Regions from separate parts of the Bos taurus genome. Here region 2 is linked to region 1. The links are chromatin contacts, called in public Hi-C maps. All regions are on one chromosome and are shown on one strand. Each heading gives the region's core, a stretch centred on a gene start, on an enhancer-like site or on the middle of the called end of the contact. The rest is flanking DNA. Distances are from core to core; before and after follow the strand shown.

Region 1 (4,465 bases), core at 533-3,032:
GGAGTCCTAGTCACTGGACTTCTGGGGAATTCCCTATGCCTTAAATTTTATATAATCACAAATAATTTTTTCAAGAACAATAGTCATTCTAAAAAAAATTTAAGTTAAGTAGTCATTAAGAATGAGCTACAGGAAATATTTATTCAGCCTTATTATGTACTAAGTATTTTGCTCATATTGGCTCATCTAATCCACATATAACTGATCACGGGATGAATTATCATCTTCATTTTTCAAAAGAGGAAACCGAGGCTCATGGGTATTTGTTAATTTTTTAGAGTCACATACTAGGAAGGGCAGCGTCCGAACTTTGTCTCAATGTCAAAGTCAATGTCCCTTCTAGCAGCCTGCCTCCTCCTGGTTTTATCAAGTTTAACCCACCCCCACTGAGTGTTCATACACACACACACATTTCTGCAATAGTCCACCTGCCCGGGCCAGGAACTTGTTATGATAAGCCAAATGCAATACCCATATCCTGACCAAGGCTGTTATCCAATATCTCTATGATTCGGGAAATAGCCGGTGATCTCACCCTGACAAGGGTCATATATAGGTCTAAAGAGAAGTCGTCATCACAGGTCTATGTGAAAGGGTATGATGTTCAGATATAGCCAGCCCTCTGAGATGCTTTGCTGGAAAATGGTTGAAGTACAAAGTACTATTGACTCATGGTCACTTCTGTCCACTTTCATTAATAATGATACTTTGTACTTCTTTAGTGTTTGCCATAAGAGTGGTTTCAAAACCCTGAGGAAGCTTATCATTTCTGGGTACTTCAAATATCTTTCTTAATGACCCATGAAAAACAAGTGGCAATATGGGAATTCCCTGGCGATCCAGTGGTTAGGACTCCGCGCTTCCACTGCCAGCGCTCGATTCCTGGTTGGAGAGCTAAGATCTCACATGCTGCGAGGGGCAGTCAAAACAAAGCAAAAACAAACAAACCAAAAGCAAATGGCAATAAACGTGTCACCCATGTTTCCCAAGCCTCGCTGACACTAGCCTAGAGATGAAAAATGAGGCCACCACCAGAGTCATAAGAGAATGTCATTGGTTCTGGTCCTACCCAGCCTTCTCTCTGGGAACTCCATCTCATAAGAGCCTGAGTTGCCCAGGGTGTGTGTCGCATGTGTTCTTGGCTACCCCTCCTGCGAGGCGGCATGCTCATAACCACGTCTCCCAGCGTCGTGAGGGCCCACAGTCGCAACGACTGCCAGGGCCATGGCCCCCTTGAGGCTCCATTGCTGCCACAAGGACCCATATGCAAAGCTGACCCTACTTCCTTGTGTCCCTTTCCTTGTTTCCATAAGACAGTGGGAGTGGTGTGTGTGAACCATGAATCAGACCAGATAATTCCCTGGATGCAAACTACAATGGGGTCCCACCACATACCAGGGCCTGCGAGACACAGCAGGGTCTGGCCCCACCTGACTCTCTAACATACTCTCTATCTGGGCTATGGGCTGGAGGATGATGAAATACCTGAAAAGCAACACTTAGCCACTATTCCCATGACCCTGGCCCATTACTCTTGATGTGTGTGCCTTGGTGCTCTTTCCTCCTGATGACTCCCCTGTAAATAGACCCCAACAGCCCCACCCCAACCCCCAGGTGTGCCAACGGGTGGGTGCTGGGGGGTCTTCAGTACAGTATCCTCATCATTTTCAACACCCCCACTAAAGTCAGACCAAAAAATGTCCTTACATGGGAGTTCCCTGGCAGTCCAGTGGTTAGGACTTGGCCTGTCCACTGCCGCTGGCCTGGGTTCAATCCCTGGTTGGGCAACTAAGATCCTGCAAGCCATGCCATGCAGTTAAAAAAAAGTCAATACCATCTAAGCAAAAAGAGTGTGTTTGACAGTGAGACAAGTCAGGGAGCTGCAGCATCCTCCAAACCCAACTACCCCGAACCAAATTTCTGCCCCTGCATTTTCTGAGGCGGAGATTCTGCAGCTGCCACTAAAAAGAATGCTATGGTAAAGATATGGAAAAAAAGGACTATGGGACCTCAGACAGAAATCTCCAAAGTCAACTGGGAAAGTAAGAGAAGGTGGCACAGGTGAGAGATAGCTTTTAAGTCAAGTTCTAATGTCAAGTAAAAGACATGATGGGACTTCCCTGGTGGCTCAATGGCAAAGAATCCAACTGCCATCGAAGGAGACATGGGTTCGATCCCTGGGTTGAGAAGTTCCCACGTGCTGTGGGACAGCAAAGCCCATGCCCACGTGCCACAATTACTGAAGCTCTCCTGCCCAAGAGCCTATGCTCCGGAACAAGAGAAACCACCAGGATGAGAAGCTCGTGCACTGCAACTAGAGAGAGCTCCCACTCACGGAGACTGGAGAAGGTCCAAGTTCAGCGACAAAGACCCCGCACAGCCATAAATAAATAAATAAAATGAATCTAAAACAAACAAAAGACATCATGAAGGCTTGGTATGCCAAACTAAGCAGTTCATTTGTCCAGTTAATAAGTGGTATTCAAAATGGGCAAATACTCCCCAGGAGATTCCAAAAGTAACTGTTGCAATATGGAAAGAAAATGCCAGAACTTCTGTTCATTTTTACCTTGCACATTTTCATTTCTTTCTTTATATATTTTATCACATTTATAATTTATTACCCACTAGAATATATTAAAAAATTTTTATGAAATACAGTTGATTTACAGTGTTTCAGGTGTACAGCAAAGTGATTCAGTTTTTATTTATTTATATATACATGTGTATTCTTTTTGAGATTCCTTTCCATTATAGGTTATTACAAGACATTGAATATAGTTTCCAGTAGGTCCTTATTGCTTATCTATTTCATACCTGGTAGTGTGTATCTGCTGCTGCTGCTGCTGCTGCTAAGTCGCTTTAGTCGTGTCCGACTCTGTGCGACTCCATAGATGGCAGCCCACCAGGCTCCCCCATCCCTGGGGTTCTCCAGGCAAGAACACTGGAGGGGTTGCCATTTCCTTCTCCAATGCATGAAAGTGAAAAAATAAAGTGAAGTCGCTCAGTCGTGTCCGACTCCTAGCGACCCCATGGACTGCAGCCCACCAGGCCCCTCCGTCCATGGGATTTTCCAGGCAAGAGTACTGGAATGGGGTGCCATCGCCTTCTCCGAGTGTGTATCTACTAATCCCAAATTCCCAATTTATCCCTCCCTCCTCCAAATTCGTAACTTTAAGTAGAGTAGAATATGTATGTAACTGAAGGTACATAGACCGTGGTTGAATGCTCAAAAATGTGTCACTGATGTGTTGTAGAAACAAAGTTTGGAGACTACTGTTAGAAACAATGGGAACCCATTTGAAGAATTTAAGCTGGGGAATGACAGGATCACTTTATTTTAGTAAAAAATCACTCTGCCTGAAGTGTGGAGAATGAGTTAATAGAGGTGAAAATATAGGCAGAGGCTATAGGCTAGGAGTTATTCGAACCCTCCAAGCAAGGCCTGAACGGAAGCAGTGGGAGTGGCATGGAGAAGGGAGCGGGGGAGGGAGTAGGGGGGATGAGAAATATTCCGCAGACAGAATCCACTTGACCTAGTGATCAGTATGGGGGACAGCAGGGGAAACAAGCTTCAGATGACTCTTGGGTTTCTAGCCTCCATCAGTGAGTGGAACGAGCATCCAGGATAAAGAAATTACCTGTGAAGCAAGAGCTAGGTACTGGAGAAGCGGCTAAGATCACCAGAGTGCCAACAGGAGCACATCAGAAGCAGTAAGGAAAACTTCCTCCTGCAATGTCTCCGCAGTACCTGTGCTGACAAAGCTGGACATCTCGCTAGCTGACACAGAAAACACATTTAAAGGACCCCTCTTGGGACTTCCTTGGTGGTCCAGTGGTTAAGACTCTGCACTTCTACTGCAGGGAGTTCGGGTACCATTCCTGACTGGGGACCTCAGATCCCATTTGCCATGTGTTGTTGTTGTTCAGATGCCAAGTCGTGTCTGACTCTTCCTGACCCCATGGACTACAGCATTCCAGGCTTCCCTGTCCTTCACCATCTCCTGGAGTTTGCCCAAGTTCTAGTCCATTGAATCGGTAATGCCATTCAGCCATCTCATCCTCTGTCACCCTCTTCTCCAATCCACATGTCATGTGACCCAGCCAGAAAAAAAGATCCATCTGTACTTCTGTAGAGCAGGCAATGAAGAATGTATTTGGATCTGAGAAGCAATAAATTAGTGGGATAATCCACCCCTTTGACTTTTCAGCTTCTAGGAGAAACTGTCACTTTTATCTGGATCCAAACATATGTTCCCATTCCAGGTTTTGGAACCTCAGTTTTTAGTAATTCATACTCTAACTTTCACGTGAGAAATTTGGTGAGACTGTGGACTCAACTCTACTATAAACAACCTGGATACGTAGATAATTTAATTTTGCGTTTGATTTTCAACACTATCCATCCTATGAACACAAGAAAGAAGAGATTCTTTCAGGGCTATCATGGAAATCTCAGATTCTT
Region 2 (4,001 bases), core at 243-2,742, 80 kb before region 1:
GACTCGGTGCTTTCACTGCCAAGGGCCTGGGTTTGATCCCTTGCTGGGGAATTAAGATCCCACAATTTGTGTGCTGTGGCCACACACACACACACACACAGAGCATCAAAATCAGAAATGAAAGAGAGTATATATCATTATAGGGGCTTCCCAGATGGCTCAGTGGTAAAGAATCTGCCTACCAATTCAGGAGATTCAAGAGATGCAGGTTTGATCCCTGCATTGGGAAGATCCCCTGGACGAGGAAATGGCAACCCACTTCAGTATTCTTGCCTAGAAAATTCCACGGACAGAAGCCTGGCAGGTTATAGTTCAGGGTGTTGCAAGAGCTGGACACAACTGTGTGACTGAGCACACACACACGTATCTACAAGGTACAGACACTAAAAGGATGCTACAAACTACTCTATGCCTATAAATTTGACAACTTAACTCTCCACATCTAGATGGCTGCACTATATATATATAGAAATTCTACCATATATAATACCAATATTATATCAGCACCAATTCTATACAATCTCTTCCAGAAAAGAGTAGAAGGTGCAACATTTCTCAACTCAATCATTTTATGAGACCAGAATTACTGTGATATCAAAGCCAGACAATAACATCACAACAAACAAACCAAAAAACCACTACACTCCTGAAAACAGACTCAAAGATCCTCAACAAAACACTGTAAATTCAATCCAGCAAAATACATGAAGGATAACACATCATGTCCAAAGGGGATGAATTGTGAGAATGGAAAGCTAGTTCAACATTCAAAAATCTATCAGTGTGATTCATCACATTAACAGACTAAAGGGAAAAACCACATGATGATCTCAGTAGATGCAGATAATGCACTTGACAAAACACAACATCCACTCATCATTTTTTAAACAATTATTTTATCATTCTTATTTTACGTATTTTTTGGCCATGCTGTGTGACATGAGGGGTCTTAGTTCCCCAACCAAGGATGGAACCCTTGTGCCCTACATTGGAAGTGCGGAGTCTTGAACACTGGACCACCAGGAAGTCTCCTGTTCGTGATTTTTAAAATGCCTAACAAACTAGGAAGAGAAGGGATTTTCGTTTATCTAATAAAAGTCACCTACATAAAACCTACAGCTAACATCACATTCAATGAGGAAAGACTAAATTTTTTCCCCTAAGACTAGGAACAAAATCAAAGACATCTGCTCTCAAAGGGAAAAAAAGAAAAAAAAGATGTCTGCTTGCACCACTCGTATTCAACACTGTACTGAAGTCCTAGCTGGTACAATTAGGGAAGAAAATAAAGGCATACCAATTAGAAAGGAAGAAATAAAACTCTATTTGCAAGACCACGTGATTGTCTCCATAGAAAATCCCAAGTGAGAGACTGAATATACAAAAGGACAACAGCTAGATCACATCCAAAAACAACCTTGACCCACACCCTCTGCAACAACCAGTCCAGGAAGGCAGACCGCAGCTTCTGTAGCAACTAATTCCAAACTGCCAGGCCTTGATCAATAACTGCCAGCTTCCCTAACTTTTGCCCCCACTTCCAATTTAGGACCAACCAAAGTCAAATAAGCTCCCCCCACCAACCACACAGGATGCCCTACTTCTAGTTAGGCCCGCTTCCAGCTTCCTCATGCCAACAACTTCCAATTAAGGCAACCTGAAGCTTTCCCTTCAGGTTCGTTATAAAAGTTTTCATACTCTCCTTTTAGATTTCCTTCTGATTCTGTGCCAAATGCAAGAAATGGTGGCTGATGCCCTACTTTTTTTTGGATGGTCTTCATTTATTTCCATATCAGGAGTCTACTAAAGGAAATTCCTAGAATTAACAGGTGAGTAAGTTTATGAGGTTATACAACACAAGATCAAAATAAAAAAAATCAACTGTATTTCTATACACCGTGCTGTGCTGTGCTCAGTCACTTCAGTCACGTCCGACTTTGCGACCTATGGATTGTAGCCCGCCAGGCTCCTCTGTCCATGGAGATTCCGTGATATCAAAGCCAGACAATAACATCAAAACAAACCAAAAAACCACTACACTCCTGAAAACAGACTCAAAGATCCTCAACAAAACACTGTAAATTCTATCCAGCAAAATACATGAAGGATAACACATCATGACCCACCAGGCTCCTCTGTCCATGGGGATTCCCCAGGTAGGAATACTGGAGTGAGTTGCTATGCCCTCCTCCAGGGGATCTTGCCGACCCAGGAACTGAAGTCTTATCTCCAGCATCTCCTGCATTGCAGGCAGGTTCTTTACTCATTAAGAAGAAGCCCGTATTTCTATATACTAGAAATTAATTATTGGAAATAAAACATTTAAAATGATCACCTACAATAGTACATACACAAAAATAAAGTACATAGGTACAAACCTACAATGTACATGTATTAATAGTACCTGTATGCTGAAAATTATGATAAAATAAAGAAGACCTTCCCTTGTGGCTCATCTGGTAAAGAATCCACCTGCAATGCAGGAAACCTGGGTTGGATCCCTGGGTTGGGAAGATCCCCTGGAGAAGGGAAAGGCTACCCACTCCAGTATTCTGGCGTGGAGAATTCCATGGACTATAGTCCATGGGGTCACAAAGAGTCAGACATGACTGAGCGACTTTCACATGCTGAAAAGTTATGATATAAAGAAGACCTACATAGACGGAGAAAGACTGGAAGACTCAAAACGGTTAGGATACTAATTCTGTTCAGACATTAATGCAGATTCAACTCAATTCTAATAAAAATAATAATAACAGTGAGATTTTTTTATAGATAGCGACAAAAATTTAGAACTAGAAAAAGTCAAAATATTTTTTAAAAATAATGCAACTGGAGAACACACACTAATTTCAAGATTGTTATTGTTTAGTTGCTCAGTCATGTCTGACTCTTTGTGACCCCCATGGACTGTAGCCCACCAGGCTCCTCTGTCCATGGGAATTCTCCAGTTAAGAATACAGGAGTGGTTGCCATTTCCTACTCCAGGGGATCTTCTTGACTCAGGGATCGAATCCAGGTCTCCTGACTTGCAGGCGGATTCTTTATCATCTGAGTCACCAGGGAAGCTCAAGAATACTGGAGTGGGTAGTCATTCCCTTCTCCAGGGGATTTTCCCTATCCAGGGATATAACCAGTGTCTCCTGTAAAAAGGGAAACTCTTTACCATCTGAGCCATCAGGGAAGCATGGAATTTCTATTATTGGGTATGATTTTATCAACATGAGATGTTACTATAGCTGGGTTATAAAATACAGAGTTAATCATATCATTGTTGTTCAGTCACAAAGTCGTGTCCGACTCTTTGCAACCTCATGGACTGCAGCATGCCAGGCTGCCCAGCATCTTCACCATATCCTTACAAGCAGTAGGAGACTGGAGGAATTTTTTTTTCTAAAGAAACATTTTTTTCCTAATATGTTTAGGAAACATTTTTTTTAAAATCCCCCCAGTTTCCTATTGCTAGTAAGGATATGGTGAAGCTGCCTGGCTGCTAGTGTTCTTACAGCTATGTCTACTATCCCATTCTTTCTGTCCTTGTGGTTTTATATAATTTCTTTTATTCCTTTACTCTCCTTTCCTTGGAATTCTCTGAGGGTATAGAGATAAACACGTGCATAAAATCCATTATGTTTATTTGGAAATCTAAAATTCACTAACTCAAATTTTATCAAATACATATATGCCAAGCAGCAGGTGTTTGAAGCAGCAGAGGGTGTGAAGTTAGACATATAAATGCATGAAGCACAGTCCATACCCTCAAGAAGTTTCATCTTAAAGAACAGAGAGACTTTCCTGGTGGTCCAGTGGCTAAGACTCCACGTTCCCAATACACGAAGCCTGGGTTTGATCCTTGGTCAGGGAACTAGACCCCACGTGCCACAAGTGGGAGTTCACATTCCGCAACTAAGACCTGGCACAGCTAAATAAATACATAAATACTCAAGAATAGAGAGAAAAATGACATCCAGAAACATAATGCAAAGTAATAAAACACTACA

What was found. Hi-C and Micro-C count contacts between places; a contact is called where the count stands out from the background.
Region 2: a Hi-C map of liver shows a contact between it and region 1, with 2.3 times the contacts expected there. The contact joins two enhancer-like sites. A contact is called at or near these places in 3 of 11 Hi-C or Micro-C datasets (liver, skeletal muscle and skin fibroblasts).

What each region holds. Positions count from the first base shown.
Region 1 is chr25:27,799,023-27,803,487 of ARS-UCD2.0, reverse strand. No RefSeq gene overlaps it. Among named protein-coding and RNA genes, the nearest start is that of NUPR2, 29 kb to the right of the region's middle. Within about 2 kb of position 1,782, at least 1 of the 102 cell types and tissues checked has an H3K27ac peak or open chromatin away from gene starts, as enhancers often do. A contact at or near this core is called in liver, where this site is marked.
Region 2 is chr25:27,879,427-27,883,427 of ARS-UCD2.0, reverse strand. All of the region lies in intron 1 of VKORC1L1 (vitamin K epoxide reductase complex subunit 1 like 1), which reads right to left. Among named protein-coding and RNA genes, the nearest start is that of VKORC1L1, 36 kb to the right of the region's middle. Within about 2 kb of position 1,492, at least 3 of the 102 cell types and tissues checked have an H3K27ac peak or open chromatin away from gene starts, as enhancers often do. A contact at or near this core is called in liver, where this site is marked.